Regions from separate parts of the Sus scrofa genome. Here region 1 is linked to region 2. The links are chromatin contacts, called in public HiChIP or PLAC-seq maps. All regions are on one chromosome and are shown on one strand. Each heading gives the region's core, a stretch centred on a gene start, on an enhancer-like site or on the middle of the called end of the contact. The rest is flanking DNA. Distances are from core to core; before and after follow the strand shown. Region 1 overlaps ZNF516 (zinc finger protein 516). Region 2 overlaps LOC102157619 (a long non-coding RNA gene).

What was found. HiChIP or PLAC-seq counts read pairs in DNA pulled down with a chosen protein or histone mark.
Region 1: an H3K27ac HiChIP or PLAC-seq map of alveolar macrophages shows a contact between it and region 2. The contact joins two enhancer-like sites. A contact is called at or near these places in 1 of 5 promoter capture datasets (liver), 2 of 47 Hi-C or Micro-C datasets (liver and skeletal muscle) and 1 of 2 datasets of contacts at active chromatin or transcription factors (alveolar macrophages).

The regions. Positions count from the first base shown.
Region 1 is chr1:148,021,741-148,026,638 of Sscrofa11.1, reverse strand. All of the region lies in intron 1 of ZNF516 (zinc finger protein 516), which reads right to left. Among named protein-coding and RNA genes, the nearest start is that of ZNF516, 37 kb to the right of the region's middle. Within about 2 kb of position 1,863, at least 35 of the 83 cell types and tissues checked have an H3K27ac peak or open chromatin away from gene starts, as enhancers often do. A contact at or near this core is called in alveolar macrophages, liver and skeletal muscle, where this site is marked.
Region 2 is chr1:147,957,873-147,962,768 of Sscrofa11.1, reverse strand. LOC102157619 (a long non-coding RNA gene) reads left to right here. Exons shown (of 2, transcript XR_002345834.1): 2 at 2,972-3,288. Among named protein-coding and RNA genes, the nearest start is that of ZNF516, 27 kb to the left of the region's middle. Within about 2 kb of position 3,633, at least 39 of the 83 cell types and tissues checked have an H3K27ac peak or open chromatin away from gene starts, as enhancers often do. A contact at or near this core is called in alveolar macrophages, liver and skeletal muscle, where this site is marked.

The DNA.
Region 1 (4,898 bases), core at 614-3,113, 66 kb before region 2:
AATGAATGAATGTCAGTGCAGTACCCAAAGATACCCAGTCACTTGCGGTGACTCTATTTGGTTTAATAAGTTCAAAAGGATGAAACAGTAGTATAGGAAGTTACATTCGAAATGGCTAAATAATAACACCTACATATTCACTGGGCCCTGCGTGGTTCACTACAAAGATTACTTAACACAATTACGTCTTCCACCAATGGCTACAATCGTCCACAGCAGACATGTTCAAACCCGTTTTAGCTCCAGACTCCATAAAAAGTAAACTTGAATACAGGCTGGATGTTAGACAATACTTGAGAATTACTATTGCTATTACTTTTTGTTAGGTTGGTAAAACAGGAGAACGTTCTTAGTTTTTAAAGATGCGTGATGAAATATCTTGGAGGCAGTTTCCAAAAAAGAAGAGAAGGCAAGAGCATCAAACGCTAAAAACTGCTAGGGCCAGATGCTGATGTACAGATAGATGTTCATTAGCTACTCACTCTATCCATTCTGATGGGTTTTGGATAAAAGAAGGTAAAAAAAATAACTCCCGCTTATACCTCCAGTAGGTAACACAATGGAAAGCAGAGCTGCTGGGGGCTACGGGGTGAGCCCTCCCCCATCCTCATGCCTCCCCCATCGCCACCCCCTCCTCCTCCCCCCTCTTCCCCTCTCCAGACCCCCAGGAAGCTCAAATGGCTCTAAGGAATGCAGTTTGGGGAAATTACCTTTTGTTAATTCTGGTATTCAAAAGTCAAAGAAAAAAAATCATCTGAAAATATGAAACTGTCCAAAAGCAAGCAGTACTTTATTTTAAGAGGTTGCTTGCTGGTGTTCCAGAGGCTTGTCTCTGTGTCACTCAAGGCATACACCCAAATGTCTTTGGGTGCAGCCTTTGTGCAGGCACCACAAATCAGCCCAGAAGCCAGAATGAAGCGGCTTGGGAGGACCTCAGGAGAATCCTTCTCATCACATCCCCAGGCCCAAATCCAGCAAGGCTTCAGGAGGTTCTCCTCTCTGGTTTGAAAAATCACTTTCCAACCAGTTAAATATGGCAATATCCAGGTGAACGGTATGCTCTCCTGTATTTTTACACAGTAAGCCAAGGTCTGACTCTAGAGGAAATCATGCCACTTTCTGCTCTGTGAAGTAAACCAAAGCAAAGCAAAGGCCAAATGGTTTGGGGCTGATTTTCCCCAAACCATCAAAGTCGGTTCCATCAAAATGGCATCCTGAAACAGGAATTAGAAGGTTAATGTTCAAATAACCGCTGACGTTTAGGGTCATTTGCATAACAACTATGCGAGTTTTAGTTTCTTTAAAGGGACCCAAACCAGACCCCAGACCCAAGGGAAGCTGGAAGGGGCCACAGGGAAGCAGGACTGGGCCTGTCCAGCACCTACTCTGCTGCTTCTCATTTTACAGAAGCAAAGCCCAAAGCTCACACTGTCTGTCAAATACATCTCTTCCATTCTAGTTCATTAATTAACCACACCATGATGCTAAGAAATAGGCTGGCTTCCCCATGCCTTGTGGTCTCTCCCTTTTCCCTAGGTCACCCTAGGGGGTGGGTGTCAGGAGCTTCCAGGAGGAGGAGGGAGCAGGCCTGAGACTACAGAAGGCCCTGCTCTCCCAGGGAGGGTTCCAGGAGAGTTGGGAAAATGTAAGGACTTGGTGATATTGGGAAGATGCCCTTAAAAAGAAAACAGCTCAGGGCAGACAGAACACTCAGAGTACTTATTTACAGGATATCCTGCCTCCAGAAGACACCTCATACAATTTAAAAAGTCGCCTCCTGAGGGCGACTGTGAGGCAGCGCTTTCTGCCCAGCTGCTGGGCAGACCGGGGGCACAGGCCCTTGGGTGCCGGCCTGGCCGTCTGTCTCAGCAAACTGCCCATTTGTCCTCTTGCACACAATGCAGTGGGCCTTCCCCTGTGACACTGCAGTATTATGAGCCATGAATTAAAATACACCATTAACATCCTGCACAAGCTTATCTACTGCGGAGACAAAAAGCCCATTCTTCGAACAAATGGGGAGAAATTCCATGACAACAATGAGGAGTTCCTCTCCCCACATGCCAATCTGCCTCAGATTAACAATCCCAGGCTCAGAGTCCCTAGACCTGGGTCCCCAGCCGCCCCATGAAGTGGCGCATTCACAGCTCGGGGAGCGAGGGCGCTGATGGCAGGGCCAATCAATAATCCATTATAAGCAAACCTTGGTTCCACTCTAACAAGGAGAAATGAACGCAGCAGCCAGAATCGCTGCATTCACCGCCCTGCTCCAGCCCCGCCCCCACTTGGGGGCGGGGCACAGACCCCCTCTCCCGGGGCGTGGGGTGCAGCACTCGAGCCCCACTGACCGGTTTCTGAGCAGCCCTGGAGAACAATGTGCTGGGACATTTCTGCCAAAAGCACTCGTTTTCAAGGTAAGCCTCAAAAATGCTTTGTACAGGACATGAGGTGACAAAATTCCATCCTTCAACAAAGCTTCCTTTTAATTTCTTAGCGCCCCCACCCCCAATAAATCAACGCCAGTGCCAACGGGGGGGGGGGCGCACATGTAACTCACTGTCCCTAATAAGGGTTTATTATGCAAACTCGGCACAATCACAATCGTTTAAAAGCAAGACTCCCTTCGATTCTGTACCTCACTTACAGCAGAAACACAGAGGTGACCTAAACGTTAATCAGCAAGTAGCTTCTCGTTGATAAAGTAGTTTACCACCATGTGTCAAAAACCCAACACACGCCTGGCCGAGGACAGACAGACACCATCTTCACCTTCCGACAGAACAAACCCTAACAGCAAAGACAGTTCACGACACACTTGCTAAACAAAATACAAATTAACATTAATGTACAAGCTCTCTCCTCCTACTAAAATATAAACGTTCGTAGTCCAATCTGATCTTACAGGGAGGGAACCAAAAAAAAAGCAGATGAACACACAACATAATTATTGATTACATTCAGAAAAGGCCAAGAATGAAGGAGGGAGGATGTGTCAGTTTTCTTTCCCCTGCCACGAATAACAGATCCTGGCAAGTCCAAAATGGTTCTGGAGACTTTAATAAAGAGGCATCAAAATAAAACTAAAGGTGCTGGCTTTTTTCTCTCAAGAGGAAAGAAGCGTTGTTTTACTTGCTTTTTCGTCTGCTCTCCATAATGAACACACTACGGATAGCCTTTATTTACTATTTCTGGAGTCTGTAGTGATCTTATCAATCTATTTGTCCTTATAAGAGTGAACTTAACAAAAAAAAAAAAAAAAAAAAAAAGGAAAGAAAGAAAAAAAGGAAAAGCATGGGAGCCAGAGCTGGCTCTGTGATTTTCTGCAGATAGGTGTCCGCTGGAGCCCCTGGCCAGCCACAAAGAGCTGGGATCTGGCAGCAAATCCAGCTTCCTGCAGAGGCCAGCGCTGCCGGCCTAGTTAATGATCTTGTCAACATTTCCACCAAGAGCTGCATTTCCAGAAGCTTAGACCTGCATCTCTCCCAAACGGGGCGACTCCATGAAATCTGTCGTCACCGAGGGGTGCTGGGCGCTTTACAAAAAACAGAGGAAAATAACTCGCTATTCAGACAGGAACCACAAAAGCACAAGTTTTTACTTTCACTCTTTTTACATCCTGCATCAAGCTGATTAAAGCCAACGTTTCCACTAATACAGAAACACTGAAAACTTGGGGAACGCCAGGGAAAATGAAGTCTCATTGATTTCTTTTTTTAAACAAACATGGAACATCAAAAGGCCTTCGATAAACTGCAGGGAAAATGCCATTTAAAAGTGGCTTTATAGGTTTTGACTCAGCCTAAATTCAAAAGTGTAGACACTGCCACCAATGTCCAATAAAAAAAAAATTTTTTTAGAAATTATCAGCAATGAAAACAAAAGAGTCATGGGCAGAAACTCACTGTATTTTCTTGCTATGGAACACTTCCTAGTCAACCAGCCACACCTTTCTGAAATGACTATTAGCTGACTATAAATGTATTTGAATTAAAATTTGTTTCTAGAAATAAAGCTGTATTTTATTCCACATAAATCAACAGCACAGGGCAATATTTACCCCCAACACTCATACACATACACTGACCTGTTTTCCAGCCTCTAACCTAAAACCAACACTTCTCTCTCAGTATAAGAAAACAGATCGAGATTAATACCTATCAAATGTTATCTCTTTCTCCTGTGCTTTTTGTGAGAGCACTTAGAAGTCACCCCACAAAATGAAGGAAAGAATTGTGCCCAAGAAAACAAAGAGAGATGACGACGTGCAATAAGCCGTAAAATATTCTGTTAAACATCACCTTCTGAGGTCGTTCTGTTTAGCACAGAACTCAGCCGCCCAAGACCCCTTTATTAAGAGCACCCAGAGGATAAATACTTCAATAATCAATGTTACTGAATTCTAAGGAAACATGGTCTGTAAAAATACCCTGAATCGAGGACATTTTGGTAGGGTTTGGTAGGTAAGATGTTGTTGGCCATTGTACTAACACCAATCAATACTTTAAGAGGATCAAAAGTCTAAGAGGACAAATCTTCCCCAAACTGTTTTTCTCTATAACGTGCATATACTATACAACCCATTTAAATTTTCCAGCGCCATTACCACCAGTAGCTGCTGTAACCTGACCAAGCCGATCACTAACAACGCAGCACCTCTGAAAAGCAGCTAGACATCTCCGGCTCTTAAGGGGAGTGAACCATCAGAGAATGTTTACAAAGAGCAGTTCTTGACAAGGACATGATGTCACAGGGCTCTAGGAGTCACCCTGCCTTGCTCTCTAAAAATATATTTTCAAGCACAGTGAATGACACGTCACTGCAAGTTCTAAGTTTCGAAGATAAAGGACCCTCTATACTTCCTCTGCAAGGGAAAAAAGATAAACAGGCAAAATTCCACA
Region 2 (4,896 bases), core at 2,384-4,883:
CCTTCAAAGCCCGGCTTTTAAAGCTTAAGGAATGGGCCATAATGCTAGAAGGTAGTCTTGTTAGAAGGTACAGTTTGGTTCAAAGACAGCTTTTTTATTTCTTTGATTTGCTGATTTCTTAGAATTAGATAAGCTTTTGCTAGTCCTATTGATTTTCTGTTGAATCTCTTGAAAACCTCATTTGGTGAGCTGTGTTTTAGGCATCTTAGCTGGATCTCTGTTGCTGGGTTTTCTCAAACATTAAAAAAACAAAAACAAATCATTGGTCCTTTGGCCACTTCAAGTCTTACCTGTATTTCATTTCAATAACATGAAACTGCAGGCAGACCCTGCAACAGTAGAATATGCCAAGGTGCGAATATACTCTAGGAATTATATTTGTAATTGGATTTTTTTTTTTCTTTTTAGGGCTGTACTTGTGGCATATGAAAGCTTCCAGGCTAGGGGTCGAATAAGAGTTACAGCTGCCAGCCTATACCACAGCCACAGCACCTCGGGATCCAAGTCCCATCTGTGACCTACAACACAGCTCATGGCAATGCTGGATCCTCAACTCACTGAGCCAGGACAGGGATGAAACCTGTATCCTCTTGGATACTAGTCAGACTGGTTTCTGCTATGCCACTGGGGGAACTCCTACAATGGGATTTTAGTAAACACCCTCTTCCAGTTATAATTCTACTTTGTAACTTTGTTTACAATTTGATCTGGGATCCCTACCCTTGGTCTTAATGTGATAACAAATTTATTCTTCAAGTGTTATTTAATTGTCCTTAGGGTTGAGAGAGAAACTATGTTTAGGACCCTCCATGGGCTTTGCCACTGAAGAGTCTAGTTTATCCCTTTAGACTCCTCCAGAAATAATAGTTCCTGACTTTTGCAGAGTTAAAATATAGGACTAATGACCAGCTTTTAATGTGCAAATTAAGTATTCAGTATAGAGTATTCAGCATTCCTTTTGCCCATCTTATTTAACTCAAATTCTCTGTTGAAATTCGAAGTGCGGGTTGAGTCTTCATCTCAGTCAATGGGGGTCACGTTAGGATGATGCTTCTAGATACAATTTTGGGGTAAAGTAGGAAATTACAAGGAACAATACATGGAAAAGTGGCATAGCTGTAGTTCTGCCAAAATGCCATCAAGACATCAGATAGGTTAATGATTACCTTTAAAAACTGCAAAGCTCAAATCTCGGCCTAAAAAAATACAAAAGCTGACACTTAGCCAAGCAATCTGGACTCCTCCTGGCCGTTGGGCCCCAAGTGTCTGAATCGGGAGCAGAGAGAAGGAAGTCAATGGCTTTCGTGTCCCAGGAAGAAAAGACCATCTTCCCTTTGTTCTGAGCAAAACTGGAAAAGATGGTTTTTCCTGAAGACCTCAGCACAGTTGCCTGCTTTCTTTAATGCTTACTAACATTCTTTGTCTGTAGATCTTAGCGATTATATATAATAGTTTTCACTCATGGCAACCTATTAAGAGACTACTTATATACACCAAATTATATAGTTAGAAACTGCCGTATACTTTGGAAACTGGGAAAAGCATTTGCAACTGTATGGCTAGAGAGCCGTGTGTCTCTTGTCTCTGCCACAAGGTGGGGAGACATTTCTGCCAGAGGACTCAGCATTGCAATGACAAGTTTCACAGCTGACGTTTCTCCTGCAAGATAAAGTCACTTTCTTGCTTGAAAAAGATTATTTGCTATGTTCGGACCACCTCCTTTCTGCCATTTGGGTAGGTTTTGAGCTTCTTTGGCTGATTTATTTGCTATAATGCAGACAATGGAGTCCTAAGGCTTAATTTTTAATTGTTTTATTATCTGAAACAGTATCATGGGTGTACTGGGCACATGCGTCCAGGATCAAGAGCACTGGAGGAGGCCTTCCTGAACCTCCGCAACCCTGGGACACACGCTGGGTCATGAACACAGCCCACACTGGCAACCAGCACAGTTTGGGGGTCAATCTCTACCTCACAGTGTACAGGAAAAGTACAATTAAACTGCCCGGAACTTTGGTCATAACAAACTGCTTCTAAATGGCTCCCAGGGGCTTTCTTGTGTTATTTCAGTAACAATACCAATTTAAATGGATAACCCTGATTTCTAAAAATCCAAAGCCATATATTATTAATAGTCTTTGAGAAACATAAGCCGTATATCAGTTAACCTCATGGAGTCTCTTTTGGGGGCCATGGAGGCTGAGTTTTCTTGGAAGCACTCACCTAGTGACACCAGATTATTGACCAGAACATGCCCGAGTGTACCTTTAGACGGCACCCTTGATTTTCACCAGTAAAACCCTGGGAAGTGTTTGAACAAAGGCAGCCCTATTTTTAGTGAACATTCATGCTGATTAATAGGGCAGGAGAGTTTGGGGGGGAGTGGGAGAAAGTAGAGGGTTTGGATGAATGCCGGGGTGCAGAAAAGGCAGTCTTTTCAGCATTTCGGGGCCCACAGCCTCACAGCGCTGCTTGCTTCTCAGCCAAGTGGAAACTGCACTCGGCACAGCGGCAGGTAAGCACTCCCGGTCAGTACTCGGGAGGGTTTTTTTCCGTTTGTTTTGAAAGCAAGCAAATTCCTAGAATATTACGTCCGTGAGCACTGGTATGATAGACCAAACACAGGAGGCCACGTCACAAATAAAATGCTTACCAGAAATCCTTGTGAATGTTATTGAGAGCACTTAAAAATTATATTATTGACAGTAAAGCAAATAATTATTTCATAAGGGCCATAATGACAGAAACTGGCAATGATTTGGGCATATCCATTTTCTGAATCTATATCCTTATTTTCTATAATACATATCTTACCCCCCAAAACAAACAAACAAAACCCACCAAGAGTAAATATGGGGCTCTCCTAGTTTCTAAGAAACAGGTGTTTAAATTGTGGAGATGAATATTCCTCAGATATCAGTGATTTCGACTACCCTTTCCACATCTCTTTTCTTCCCCAAATCCCCAACAGATGATCAGCTGCACTCATATTACCTTATGTCACCAAGACGGTGAAGACAAGTTTCTGAAATGATTTTTCATCCAAAGCCCTGAAATGATTTTGGGAAAGTCGATATTTTAAAAGGCCATTTTCCTGAGATAAGAACTGAGTTTGACGTCTGGGATGAGGATCTTGATCAAGAGAAACAACCTTCACACCAAAGGGGGATGCCTTGCCTGAAAGAGTGAGCTAACTATGTTAAATTTAGAAAAGAACAATGGAGTTGACTTTAGCATGTTTTCTACTGTGATCTCTGTTACCCAGAAACAAATACTAAATGACGTTAATGTCACTTTAATTCTTTAAAATGTTAAGTGGAAATGGGGAAAAAGAACAATCACTGGGCATGAGAAAAATTGCTGTCTTAAAAAATCCAACATCTAGAATTATATGAATAAGTACCCCCCAGATACTCAGCAGTTGTCAATAATATTTTTAACAGGGCTTGGATCACCAGAAGTCAGGCATGGGCACCTCAGCCCCCAGTGTTTTGTGGCCGTGAGGTGGCTGGAGACAGCTTAGTGTTTTCCCACCTTACATCAGATAGAAAAAAGTTGCTAAGAGCCCAGCAATGCTCACGCACATGATGTAAAAGTGAAAATGCACACAGAATTCAATTACATCTTGCAAGAAAAGTGACTGAGACATGTCACAAAAGTTGGGCAAGGAAGAATTACCCAACTAACGTCAGAGTTCCTATATCAGACTGTGATCACTTTAGATTTGCCAAAGAAACAAAATAAATGATGAATTAATCCTTGATATTACTCTAATTTTTTTGCATTTAGAAAATTGTTATAGATTGCCAATCTTAAAAAAAAAAAAAAAAATCGCTAACGCCTTTACCCAGAGTCCCATGGAGGCTCAGCAGGTTAAGGATCCGGCATTGTCACTGCTACGGTGCAGGTTTGATCCCTAGGCAGGGAACTTCTGTATGCCTCGGATGTGGCCAAAAAAAGAAAAAAAAAGAAAAACAAAACAAAACAAAACAGAAAATGCCCATGCTCACTCATCAGATATTTGTTTCCAATTTTGTTCCTGTCCCTTAGAGAGAGATCAGTGATCCTTCCCCCCAAACCAAATACATCATTACAAAGAAATGCAAATAAAAGAAACAAATAATATTGAGAAAAGCAAAACTTGGAAGACTTTATCTAATGCTTGGATAGTTGCATGGGCAATTTTCTTAGTTTAGAGACAATAGTAAAGAACCACCTATTAATTAATTTGTTCATTCTTGAAAGGAACGGCCCCAGAGAGTGGCTGCCTTGCCGGGCTGGTGAGGGCATGGTTATTAATCACCCCACACAGGCCAATATGGAGCGGGTTACCCCCAGGCTTCTCCGGGAGCCCCCACTGCTGTTTCTCTTTCTTTATGCACCAAGAAGACCTGGGTGTGGGCTTTAAGACAGCAACATTTTCACACAAGGAGCCTTAAACCTTCCACCTTACCACCGACCATTGCTGTCTTTTGCATCTGCGGTGCCTTTAAAAGAACAGCTGCGTCCTCTCCCCTCCAGTGTTTGCACTTTTACCTGTAATCTGATTGCGGGAGGAAAGGAAAACCCGAGCACCCCTCCCTGCACCCGTCCCTGATCGTTTGTTTGGTTAGTAATTCTACCTAGCCGGGACTTTTCCCTTCCCGGGCTTGCCGGGCTCTTCCACGGGGCTGCATCTCCATGGCAATGGAAAAACACGATGCTGGCTGGCGAGGGCCCGGAGCCGATGAAACCCTGCCCTGGCTCCGGCCTCGCGGGAGGGGCTGCGCTAATTTATAGGTGGCCTTTAGGGATGTTGGGATTCAGAGATCAAAGAAGGTCAAAAGGGGGCTGTTGGAATGGGAGATATTTATTGTGTTTAATATAAATACAAATGTGTGCAAGGAGAGAAACTGA